Linked DNA regions of Anas platyrhynchos: region 2 is linked to region 1. A link is a contact called in public Hi-C data. All regions are on one chromosome and are shown on one strand. The core of a region is the stretch at or near the end of the contact, and the rest is flanking DNA. Distances in the headings are between cores, read along the strand shown. Region 1 overlaps GALNT2 (polypeptide N-acetylgalactosaminyltransferase 2). Region 2 holds the start of COG2 (component of oligomeric golgi complex 2).

Region 1 (2,700 bases), core at 168-2,667:
CTAGAGACAAGCATATGAAATATAAGTTATATTTTTTTCCAGCTGCAATTAAACAGTTTATTCTTGTTTTGATTTTAATCCTCCCTAGTGCTACATAGTCAGCTGCCTCAAGCCTGGCAGAAGATTTATTCCCTATTAAAGACCCACATAACAGAAAACCATTAGAAAGCCACACCAACTGAAACCTATGCATTTAGAACAAGACTTGTGCCTTTTCCACACTCTTCATATTTTCATCTGGAATTCAATACATGTCTTGAAGATTTTTCTGTAAGCTTTAGAGAATGTTTGTTTTTGTTTGTTTTAATAAGAATAACTTGACAGAAACCAAATTCCATGAGTGTTTACCTGAATAAGCAAGCTAATTAGAAACAGAAAATCTCAACAATTGGCAGTATTCAATAACGTGTTTTACCTTGCTGAAAACAGATATGCTAACTTTGGCAACATATTCAGCCTGCATCTCACTATTACCAGTATAGCACTCAACATTCCAAGACGACATAAGCTGTTGTGACATTTAAGGCTATGAACCAAGCAAGTCTGCTGCAGCTGAAGTAACAGAGGAGAGACAGCAATTAGAAAATACTTCTAATACTTTAGAAGTCAAAGTAATTATTACTGTAAGTGCAGGGGAAAAAAAATAACCAAGATTCTTTACTTCTAATGAAACATCTAAGATTTGTGTCTTTATGTAACTGGTGTCTTTAAATCTCCTTTTGGACAGCAAGATGGTAAGGCTTTTTTCTACCCCCTGGCTTCTATGTCTATGTAAAACTCATTTACTTATTTTGTTCATAATTTTATGCTTAGAAAAAGTCTTGCTTGCAACACTGAAGCTTATTTTACATTTGGCAAGTTCATCTTGAGCAACCAAAGTAAACGCTGTCAGCCAACAACTTCAATAGTACTCTTTCCAATTCAGAAGGCAGAAATAGCCAGGAGAAAGTCAGTAAAATTAGTAAGACCCCAAAGAAGCCAAGGTATGGAAAAACAGAGCGTAGGGTGCACTCAGCACTTACATTAGACCACAGATAATGAAACTTAGCATCATGCCATTAGAGACAGTTCTGCACAGACCAGACTGGGCTCTGCAAAGTTTATTAGCTCAGATGAAGTTGCATATTAAAGCAGCTGGCCCTACAGAGCAAAGCATATATGTGCAAAGCTAAACTGATCTAGTAAATCCTGCCAGATGCAAGCTGTGTCTGCCCACACCACACAGCCAGGAAGTCATCTCCTCTCTCCTCTCGTAATACAGGACTCCCGGTCTCTCATCCAGAATCATCAATTTGTTTTGGCTGCCCAAAGGCAATGCACACTGACTAGTCAGCTAAAAATAGGAAGCTTATCCAGTGCACTCCAGAACAAGTTACACGCAGTCAAGGGACAGATGATTGTATAAGCTAACAAGTCCCCAGTTGCACAACCAGCACGGATTCTGTGCACCAAGTTTCTTGGCACCAAGGTCCCACACATATCTGATAATATCTGCACCATGAGGGTATCATATTACCCTAGGTTTCTCATTCTATCACTGCTTTGTCTGTTTAAAGGAGCTTTGTTATATTAGTTTGACATATGAGACAGCTGACTGAGGAGGAAACATGACCTTTAACTATACAGCAAGTTGTCAACCCTGCTTTTAAGTGATATTCAAGTTTTCTAGGTCAATTCAAAAATAACTCCAGTGAAATAGAGAACTTTAATGGCATTGCAGCATTTCAGACATCTCAGCAGACAAAGGCAATAAGCAGCCCACAGAGAAAGATAGATCTGGAAAGGGATGCAAGTTCCCAGGATGCTAGTTCATAGGCTTTAGTTGTCCTCATCACTCGCATCCAGGTGGGACCTCTTTTTCAAGTAATTTTGAACACAAGTGACCAGAAAGCAAAATACTACTAAAAAACACTGTCATAGCAGCTGTCAGGACATTTGAATGATCAAATTACAATGATTATTTGACTTCACAGCAACAAAATTTAAAAGTTTTAACCACAGTATAAATGCAGAATCTTCAGCCACTGCTAATGTGATATATTTCTGATGCATCCTCTATCCTTGCACACATACAGCCAGACCCTTTTCTTGCTTTTCAGATGAGTTATGTTTAAGTACCTATTTAATATCACAAGAAAAGCAGCATCTCGGCAACAGACCAAAGACAGAAAAAGCTGCAGAGAAGGAAAACTGCATAACTTTATTAACCATATTATTTATTAACCTTGATCCTTGTTATGACATCAGCATTTTAAAACCTACTGTAAAACTAAAACAGTTGCTTCCTAATCCTACATAATATGGTTTAATAGGTAGATCCTTCTATCCTCCTGGCACACACTATATATAGGGGAAGTTCAGATTGGACGTTAGGGAAAGGTTCTTCACCAAGAGGGTGGTTGGGCACTAGGACAGGCTCCCCAGGGCAGTGGTCATAGCACCAAGCCTGACAAGAGTTCAAGAATCATTTGGACAATGCTCTCAGACATATGGTCTGATTTTTTTTGGCACTTTTTTGTGGAGCCAGGAGTTGGACTCCATGAACCTTGTGGGTCCCTTCCTGCTCAGGATATTCTAGGATTCTGTACTGGCAAAGATGTAACATATTAAGAGAGGATACTTCATCACTAGCTTTTGCTTTCCCACAAGTACTGTTATTCATTTTCACTGTAGTATGAAATAAAGAACTCAAAGAAGAGG
Region 2 (2,700 bases), core at 129-2,628, 140 kb before region 1:
CCGTGTATAATGACTGTTTTGAGCATACCATAACTTCTTCCCTTAACTGTCCCAAAGGTACAGAAAGCTGGTTAAGGGCCTTGTCCATGCCAACCTAGAGAAATTACAACAAAAAAGATTGTAACTCTTTTGGTAAATTCATATGTAAATTACTGACAAAGTCTATCATTTTAAAGATACTTAAAGAGAACCGCGATGAGACATCTCCTGTTATGGCCTCCAATTTTAAGTGCAATGCATAAATATGTTACTTCCAACTTGGGCGTAAAGGTATCAGACCGTTTTTGGCATATAAAGCCAACAATGAAAGAAAACCTTAATTTATGTTTTTTTTTTTCCCCTTTCTAGAGAAGATAAACTTTGAGCCTGTATAATGTTATAAATTGGAATAAAAGAGCAGGAGACACAGTGGACAACAAATTTTTTATATGAAAGCGATTAAAATTCTCAGCAAAGTGGGCTGGATTTTCTAAGAATACACAGCTATATAGTAAGTTTGAAGAGTCCTAAAGAATCTCTACAAATGGCTTTATTTGCATCTTTGCTATTAATATTTTAATAACTTATTCCCTTTAATTTTTACAAGTGTTAGCAGATAAAAACAAGAAGTGTCTGCCTTGAATCTATCTTCCTAATGAATTATTTTTAGGATTTTTAGATGTATTTAATACATCTAAAACATTTATTATGGGCCAACAGCAATTCTGTATTGCTGGTGAATTCTGCAGGAATGGTCTTTCAGTTTCTCTCAATGTAAGGGGTCAGAGTTTAAGCCTTCTTAAACCTAACAAAACCAAAAGAGAAGCCATGTACTTCTCATATGAAAAATAAAAATCACAGTAAGATGTATTAAGCCTGAGCCTGACAGTACCACTTTGTAACACTTACTAGATTTGTTGAGAGATTAACAAAATCTGCATAGTCCTTATTTATGAGCTCCACCATGGCCGTTTTCAGGAGTTTGTAATAGAGCTCCAGATCCTCTCTGAGCTCCTCCAGCTGCACACGTTTCCTGCACTCCGACACGAAGTGATCAACGTCAAAATCCGGCTGGAAAGCAAACAGGAAAGGGAGACGGATGTAAGCAAAAACTTTATGCACACACAGAGCGCTCCAAATTCAGCGTGCCATACAGAAGAGCTGACCCCACCGCACACCCCCCTCACCCCACGGGAGCCCCCTCGCTGCCCCCGGCCACCTTCATGAACTCATCCTTGTCGAAGCAGAGGTTGTCGGGGCCCCGCGGCAGGTTCATCTTCTTCGCCTCCATGACGGGCAGCGGCTCCCGGCTGCAGCCGGGCTGCCAGGCCCAGGAGCCGCCGCTGCCAGCGCGACACCTCCACCCCCCCGCGGCCCGGACGGGGCGGGCCGGGGCGTGCGCCATGAGCGGGCCGGGCCGGGCGCTGCAGCGCCCCCTGGAGCGCTCCGCGCCGCACTGCGGGCGGGGAGGCCCGCCGAGGACAAAATGGCGGCCGGGGGAGGCTTGCCGTATGGGGAGGGAGGTGTGGAAGGATTCTGCCCCACAGTAGTTGCCTAGTACACACAAGGGACTCATGCACCTAAAGCCGTGCACAAAGCGTGGAAACACAGGTGGAAAATAGCTCCTGGGGGCGTTTTGAGCCAGGTCCCTGCCTTCTGCAGGGTTATCCAGAGGCAGCTGTCCTGTGCTATGTCTCTTTGGGGTTTTAAGTATCTCCAGGGATAACGACCCAGCTCCTCTCTGGGCAATTTGTGCCATTGCCTGACTGCTCTAACAGCATAAACAGCTTTTCCATATGTGTCAGTGTGTTTCACTTTGTGCCCATGTACTGCGGAGTATCAGGAATCAGAGCATAATTCACATCCTGCTCACCAGCAAACCCTCTGTTAACATCCGTCCTTCAAAATCTTTGATTTGAGGTTTCTTGCACATTAGTAAAAGCAACTTTGGCTCTAAAAAGGCACCCTGCTGTCATTTGTGCTTCCGTATGCCACCTCAGTATGGAAGACAAAAATGACCTCCTTCCTCACCCATGTGCTTTATGGGTTTAACCTTGCCTTAGTGAGCTCAGTTCAAAGCTGTATTGAGCAATTTTAGCAGTGTACCTGCTATAGTGCTCCCTGCACCTGCACAGGTAGGTGGAAGCAACTCTCCTGATGCTACAGGCATAGATTTTGGTAGGGTGGGCTGAAGCCCTGTAGACCTGCTGCACTTCATAGGTTTTAGCAGGTCAAAACCATACACCAGAGTCTAATTTGTTGAGTGATTTGCTCCCGTGAGCTGGTGTGTGAGTTAGGATTTCATAAGTTATCAGAAGGATGAAGACCTGAGCAGTCCAGTAATGACTGGTCGTGTACACCCTCTGGCTGGCTCATTGCATGCTGACTGTCCTTGCCTGTGAGACAGGCTCTCCATCTCCAGTGAAATGGTCACTCTCATCCTGTCTCTTTGAAAAGTTCTTTGAGCCTGTTATTTCACAGCCCAGCCCTCTTGGAGATCTCAGACGTTGGCAGACATGGCTTCTAGCTCAAATGTGTTGTAAGCTGAAAAGCATGAAAGATATACCCACCACATAAATCCACACTCCCCCCCAACCCCCCCCCCCCCCCCCGCTTTTTTTTCCTCCCAGTAGTTATGACTATATCTGATCAAAAAGTTGTTTCTTATGTTGTGATATTAAAATGTCTTCATAGTGGTATAGTAATAAAACCATGTTAATG

Evidence for each region. Hi-C and Micro-C count contacts between places; a contact is called where the count stands out from the background.
Region 2: a Hi-C map of subcutaneous adipose tissue shows a contact between it and region 1, with 2.5 times the contacts expected there. The contact joins the promoter of COG2 here to the enhancer-like site in region 1. A contact is called at or near these places in 5 of 8 Hi-C or Micro-C datasets (F1 follicle, liver, skeletal muscle and 1 more).

What each region holds. Positions count from the first base shown.
Region 1 is chr3:44,874,003-44,876,702 of IASCAAS_PekinDuck_T2T, reverse strand. The region is part of intron 11 of GALNT2 (polypeptide N-acetylgalactosaminyltransferase 2); the gene reads right to left. Among named protein-coding and RNA genes, the nearest start is that of GALNT2, 82 kb to the right of the region's middle. Within about 2 kb of position 1,417, at least 3 of the 8 cell types and tissues checked have an H3K27ac peak or open chromatin away from gene starts, as enhancers often do. A contact at or near this core is called in F1 follicle and subcutaneous adipose tissue, where this site is marked.
Region 2 is chr3:45,015,540-45,018,239 of IASCAAS_PekinDuck_T2T, reverse strand. COG2 (component of oligomeric golgi complex 2) reads right to left here and starts at 1,378. Exons shown (of 18, transcript XM_027454182.3): 1 at 1,199-1,378; 2 at 889-1,050; 3 at 29-94. The coding sequence starts at 1,270.